2 separate regions of the Mus musculus genome follow, and region 1 is linked to region 2. Evidence: chromatin contacts called from public promoter capture Hi-C data. All regions are on one chromosome and are shown on one strand. The core of a region is the stretch at or near the end of the contact, and the rest is flanking DNA. Distances in the headings are between cores, read along the strand shown. Region 1 holds the start of Gsx2 (GS homeobox 2). Region 2 holds the start of Msx1 (msh homeobox 1).

Evidence for each region. Promoter capture Hi-C pulls out the DNA fragments that hold promoters and counts their contacts.
Region 1: a contact with region 2 is called in a promoter capture Hi-C map of embryonic stem cells. The contact joins the promoter of Gsx2 here to the promoter of Msx1 in region 2. A contact is called at or near these places in 3 of 39 promoter capture datasets (cranial neural crest and embryonic stem cells).

Annotation. Positions count from the first base shown.
Region 1 is chr5:75,074,184-75,077,554 of GRCm38.p6, forward strand. Gsx2 (GS homeobox 2) reads left to right here and starts at 1,418. Exons shown (of 2, transcript NM_133256.2): 1 at 1,418-2,154; 2 at 2,783-3,371. The coding sequence starts at 1,578. The coding sequence ends at 3,123.
Region 2 is chr5:37,822,555-37,826,014 of GRCm38.p6, forward strand. It overlaps Msx1 (msh homeobox 1), which reads right to left and starts at 2,031. Exons shown (of 2, transcript NM_010835.2): 1 at 1,311-2,031. The coding sequence starts at 1,779. It overlaps Gm33993 (a long non-coding RNA gene), which reads left to right and starts at 3,201. Exons shown (of 6, transcript XR_868362.1): 1 at 3,201-3,332. It also overlaps Msx1os. RefSeq lists an enhancer at 3,115-3,460.

The sequences.
Region 1 (3,371 bases), core at 168-2,667, about 37 Mb after region 2:
GTTGTCACAAGATGTTGGATTAGCACATTTCTGGAATAGCTGTCTGTTTACACTCAGGAGACCCACCGTCCACTAACCACTTTCTAATTGAATTCTAATCACATTCAAATAGCTCAATAACCAGCCTCAGCTGCAATTCATAAAACTTTAATTGCCATCCATAAATCCTGGGCTCCCTAGAGTGGGGCATCCCTACAACCCAATTATACACTTCCAGCAGGCAAGAGAGGGGTGGTCACAGAGATGGAAAGGGGAAAGAAAGACAGGACAGACACAGAACCCTGAGCCTCCAACTGCTGTTCCCTGCCCTTGATCTTCAAGTTAACTGTCACTGTTGTAAACTCACACTTGAAGTTAGCCATTTTGGTAAAAGGACAGGGGAGAAATTGCTGTCACCTCTGTGGCCTTGACTTTCTCCCAAAGACATCTAGATGGCAGCCACCTAGCAGGTAGGTGCACAAGTCTTTCTGAGCCACCAAATGGAGGTCTGCTACTAAACTGCTCCTTAGGTACAGGCAGGATTCCACCACTAGCTGAATGGCGGAATAAGCAAGGATGCAATAAGCATCTATTGAGAAGGGTGGGGTGGTGTTAGCAGGAGATCACTTAGACCAAGGGACCGCAAGGGCCTCCTCCAGCTGCTACCCCAGTCTCTGCAAAATGTTCCTGGTGAAGTTTAGCGGAGGTTGGGCTTGGAAACTATGTAACTGCTTGAAATAAGAAAGGATTGACTCTTTGCAGAAGGCAGAGCTGCTGGTTAGAAAGATGCACAAGGAAGGATTAGTGGTCTGAGTGACCTCAAGAGAATACAAGGACATTTGAGAATTGATGTAGCCTGGAGTGCTTGGTTTCTAAGCTGGGTTGTTACCCGCCAGACCTTGGCCAAATCGAAAAGCTGGGGAGCAAGGGCAGATATGAATGTGGTGAGCGTTAGACCGGCCGACCTCCACTACAAGGCCACATACGCTGGTCCAGAGCAGAAGTCTCAAGCTTTACTGCGCAGCTAGGGTTGGCTCCTAGGAGCTTAAATGCATTGGTTATCTCAGTTTAAATGGCTTGGAGGTCCCCACCTGGTGCTCTCTGCAGTGTGTCACTGTGAAGCGTTGGACAGAGGCCCAAGCGAGGGAGGAAGGTAGGCAGAAACTGGATCGCTGAGATTTTCCGCTGAGAGTGATGGAGGGAGAGGAGGTCGATCCCTAGCAAAATTAACAGACCCTACACTTAGCGAAGTCTCCCTCTCCCCCTCGTTCTTCCCTGCCTCCCCCCACCCCCACCCCTCCGCTTCTGTTGTGACTCGGGCAGCCTATCCCGAGGGTGGGGAGCTGCCGAGGAGTCTGAGCTGAGCGGTACTCCGCAGCATCACGTGCCGCGGTGGGGGCTATAAAATCCTGGAGCCGGGGCTCCGGGCGGGGGACGTGAGGACCAACCCTCTCCAGGGACCCCTTTGTTCGAGTCCCAGACACCTCAGCATCCCCAAGGACTTGACCGCCCGCGTGCGCCCAGCTTTCCGGACAGTGCTCAGATAGCAGAAGGAGAGAAGGGGACTCAGCAGCCCGCAGGACAAGCCATCCATCGACATGTCGCGCTCCTTCTACGTGGACTCACTCATCATCAAGGACTCCTCACGGCCCGCACCCTCGCTGCCGGAATCGCACCCAGGGCCGGATTTCTTCATCCCGCTGGGCATGCCGTCCCCGTTGGTGATGTCAGTGTCCGGGCCTGGCTGTCCGTCCCGCAAAAGCGGCGCTTTCTGCGTGTGCCCGCTTTGCGTCACCTCGCACCTGCACTCCTCTCGCCCGCCCGCAGGAGCTGGTGGCGGAGCTACGGGGACCGCGGGGGCTGCAGTGGCGGGCGGCGGGGTGGCTGGAGGCACCGGCGCTCTACCTTTGCTCAAAAGCCAGTTCTCTCCCGCTCCTGGGGACGCGCAGTTTTGCCCACGGGTGAGCCACGCACACCATCACCACCACCCACCACAGCATCATCATCACCATCACCAGCCCCAGCAGCCCGGCTCGGCTGCAGCGGCGGCCGCGGCGGCGGCGGCGGCAGCTGCGGCAGCGGCGGCTCTGGGACACCCGCAGCACCACGCACCTGTCTGCGCCGCCACTACCTACAACATGTCGGACCCACGGAGATTCCACTGCCTCTCCATGGGTAGGGCGGGGTACCTGCGTGCCTCCGGGGAAACAAACTTTGCGCCACCAGGGAAGGAGGTGGGAGTAAGGTGGGATCTTCTGTGGAACTGTTGAGATCTTCCCCTAGAAATTCCACGGAGGTGGAAGTTAAGGAGTCAACTTCTTGGCGAGGCCTTGTGCCCTTAGCTCTACAGGTGCACAAGTGTCGCCTGTTATCTGGGCTTTGGAGACCTGGATCAAGACTTCAGAGAAATAGGAGGTTAAACTGACTGAGATTTGGGGTGGATGCGTTTGGACCTCAGTGTGGCATCTTAGCTTCCCTGTTGGTTAAAGGCTGTCTGTGCCTTTGGCCGAGGCTGCTAGCTGGTTAGCTTTGCTAGGCCAATGGAAGACAGACAAGGGGAAGGAGAAGGCAGTAGGTGCAAGTTCCACTGGAGTCCTTTAACTTAAAATCCAGGACATTAAAGGCCTTAATTCTCATGAACGTCTGTCTTTCTTACACTCCCAGACAGACCAGGGACAAACATGGATGTGTTGGGTTAGACTGGGTTCTGGAGCCGCGTTCTTTCCAAGGGTTGTCAAGTAGAGTGGGGTCACTTTTTTTTTTCTGCGGTTCATCACCTCTCTGCTCTCTTTTGGGTCCACAGGAGGCTCCGATACCAGCCAGGTACCCAATGGCAAAAGGATGAGGACAGCGTTTACCAGCACGCAGCTCCTGGAGCTGGAGCGAGAATTCTCTTCCAATATGTACCTGTCCCGACTCCGGAGAATCGAGATCGCGACATACCTAAACCTGTCAGAGAAGCAGGTGAAAATCTGGTTTCAGAACCGTCGCGTGAAGCACAAGAAGGAGGGGAAAGGCGCTTCGAGGAACAATCACACAAGCTGCAAGTGCGTGGGTAGCCAGGCGCATTATGCGCGCTCCGAGGACGAGGACTCCTTGTCCCCTGCCTCGGCTAACGAAGACAAGGAGATTTCCCCCTTGTAAAGGCAGAGGCTCCTTCTGCTACCTGCTCCCGGTACCCTGCCCTCCTCCTCCCCATCAGCACAGGGACCAAAGTTCTAGTCCATTGCCCTCATTCCACCTGGAAAAGAAACTCTGAAAAGTCCGGGGAATTCAATGCCGGGCCCGACTTTGAAGCTAGCTCCTCTTTATCTGGGATTCCACTCAGTTACGGATTGGTTTTTTGTTTGCTTTTTTGTTGTTTTTAATGTAAATATCTAGAATTCTAACCA
Region 2 (3,460 bases), core at 781-3,280:
GCAGGCCTAGTTAGGGGACCGAGTTTCAGTCCTGCTATGCCTAACAAAACCATTACAGAATAAAACAAACCTCAACCACACGCTCCCCACCACTTAGTTATTGAGAACATCTTCGGGTTTTGCCTAGCTATGCTTTTTTTTTTTTTAAGCTCTAATAAAACAATAATCCTTTGGGCCCTCAGACCACCAGGATGTAAGTCAAACGAAATCTCCAGTTAGCATCCCCACTTCTCTCCCAGCTCAGGCCATAGCAAGTCCGGGAAGTTGGCCCCAGAGTCGTTTTCCACCAGGCCGCCCTAAAGAAGGGTGGGTTCATAGGGAAATGTCACTTTGGTCAGCAGCAACAGCCCGGCTCTGGGCCACCTTCCTCAAGCTTTAGGCCCAGGGAGGGGCTGTCTTTTCAAAGACGTTTAATCCCCAGATAAAAATCGTTCCTCAGCATCACGCCATTGAATTTGCAACGCTATTATGTAGGGCGAAATAATCGGAGGAAACGAGGAAAACTTGGGAATTTCCCGTGCTCCTGAAATATCTTCGAGCGGGTTCGCTGGGGAAAGGAAGCCTAAGGGCCGCAAGGACCTAGGACTATCCTGGAACACGTCGCTGGCTGCTGGGTCCGCTTCAAAAGCCTGGTCCAACACATTCGGACACTATAGCAAAGTGGTTAATAGGGAGCTCTTTTGGTTGTCTTGTTGTCTCCACCACCACCACCATCCCCCCTAGTCCGCGATCGTCCCCTCTTGCTAAATCATCCACCCGCCCAAAACACCAAGTTTCTGCTTAAAATTAGATGCGCGGTGGGGCAGGAGTTTTGCAGAACTCCGGAACCCTTTGAGAGGTTCTTTAAATGGGGAGCGCGAGGTTACGGCTGTCTACCAGTAGAAAGTGAAACTCCGCAGAGCTAGGATGTACTGGCCGCTGCGCCCATCCAAGTTGAGGTGCAAAATAACTGAGTTTAGGGTCAGGTGGAGAAGCAGGGCACCCCTGGTGTCCTGACTACCGGAAGAATAAGAAGGTCCACAGACACCCGCGCGCTACAAGTGAAGTGACAGGCTCGGAGGCACTGAGCCAAGGCAAGGAGCGCGGACTAAGCTTTGCCTGCTTTAGGCCTCTAACTCTCTTCCTGGGTGGGAGTGGGAAGAGGCTCAAAGGCGGTCTTCCCGCCAACGCAACCTCTGCACGGCCTCCAGGTACCCAGTTGCAGGTACGCCGACGCCCGAGACAAGCCGGCGCCGGCGCGCGGCCTGGCGCCCTCGGGCCCCACACCCCCTCTTGGCCCCTTCGCTCTCCATCCAGGGCTGGCTACTTACTGGCTGGGGGCGGGGAGAAGCGGGGACTCTGCATCCACGGGGTCCGATCTAGTTTCTCGGGGCTTTCGGCCTTCACCAGAGCATCTTCTGGCAGCTTGAGGAGTCCTCCGACTGAGAAATGGCCGAGAGGCCGCGGCGAGGAGGGCGCATCCGGGGCGCCCAGAGACCCGGGCCGGGTGCCCAAGTGCTGCACCGAGCCACCCGCTGCCTGAGCCCCTTCGGAGGCCACCAGGACGCTCTCCTTGGCCCCGGGCTTCCTGTGATCGGCCATGAGGGCCTCCACGCTGAAGGGCAGGAGTGAAGCGGGCACTTTGGGCTTGGCCCCCTCCTCATCTGTGCCCATGGCGGTTGCGGTGGCCGCAGCAGCCCCGGGGGCTTGGCCAACGCCTCCCCCAGCAGGCTTGGCGAAGGCGGAGTCCTCCACTTTGACACCGAGTGGCAAAGAAGTCATAGCAGCAGCCGGGGCCATGCAGAGCCGGACCCCCCCTCCAGCCGCAGCTCGAGACAGCCCTGGATCATGGGTTTCGGGCAGGCTGGGAGCGCGACCGGCTTCTGCGAGCTCCTGACCGGCTTCTGCGAGCTCCTGGGTTCCTGGCCCGGCCGGCTCTCGCGCGCGAGCCTCCTGCGGCTTCCCCAGAAGGCCAACTCGAGCGAGCGGGGCCTGGATCCCTGCGCCGCTCAGGCCGAGTTCCCAGGCGCACTCGCCGGCTCCGGGTCCGCCGCCGCTCCCCTGAGAACTTGTTAATAAGGCAAGGCCAGCGTGGCAGCGGCCAATCAGAGCGCGAGGGGGCGGGTCCGGAGAGAACCATTGGGCTGTGCTCGTGCCCCGAGGCGCGCTCGGCCTGGGGGCGCTCGGGGAAGGGCCTGACCCGCACAGGCGGGACAGAGCCGGAGGTACCTGGGGAGCTTTTCCGCCTAGCTAAGTCAGGTGGGCATCGGTCCGGCTGGACCCCCACACTCCTGGATGTGGATTCTACCAAGTTCCAGAGGGACTTTTCTTTACTAGTCCTTCTCTTCTGCCAGTCGTCCTCCACCATCCTTTACCCACTTCTTCTGTTCCTCTCCATAGACTACTTTCTTTCCACAGTTTCTCTTATGGTCTGTGCTATTTCTTTCTGTCCCCTTTCCCTCTTCTGGCCCCCTTTCTCGACCACAATTCACTTACAATTTTTTTTTTCTTTTGGTGTTTGCTTTGAATGTTCATAGTTATTTGTCAGAGTAGCAAGGGATAATACTAATTTCTTTTTTTAAAAAAGCCGCCCTAAGTGTCTTATGTCTTCCAATCTTCAAAAATTTACCTCGGAGTAAAAATGGGCCTTTGTCTCCAGGGCTGGACAAAGTTAATCAAAGAAAGTACAGGTCCTGTTGGTTCTGTGGGTACGGGAACAAGTAACATGATCTGGGAAATGAGTTTGGTTCTCATGCAAACACGTACCCCCTCCCTATACGTACTTTTTCTCCAGAAAGTTACACCTCTACCAGAGAACTGCTACTAGCCAAAGAAGCCACTGGATGCCTTGGGTGAAGACCGAAATAAGACCAACAGAACCCACCAACAATCTGGCCTCAACATGACCTCAGACAATGAATCCTCAAAAACAATCACACTTCACTAACTGTGGGTCTGTCTGCTGGTGCAGAGTGGAGGCCCATTTGATGGGCCAGTAGGAAAAATAAGCAGTTCCTGGAGGTATATCTTTGGTGCAAGGCTTAAGAAGTTTTGTTTGCCCGATTTCGAAGGAAACGTGTTTTGTTTTGTTTTGTTTTGTTTTGTTTGACTGATACAAAAAGAAGGAAAGTTGGAGTGGGGACCACAGAAGACCTTGTAAACTGGGTTCGAACAGGCTGTTGGGGAGTTGGGGGGGGGGGGGCTTTTCTTTATATGGCCTCTTATCCCAGGGCCCAGGCTCGCGGCTCCGGGGGAGGTGGAGGAGGTGATTGGCGGCTCACCGGGACTGTGCATTGATGACTGCCGGGCTCTAATCTCCAGGAAACACAAGGGGCTGCCGTGGCCATTTAGGGGTAATTATCCGAGCACGGAGGGATAGCGAATTCCCTGGCCTTTTAACTGGGCGCAATAAAAAGCTGTAGATTAGGGGCGACCAGATTAAGGAAAATGAATTACTTTATTACCCAGACGGCGTCCGGGG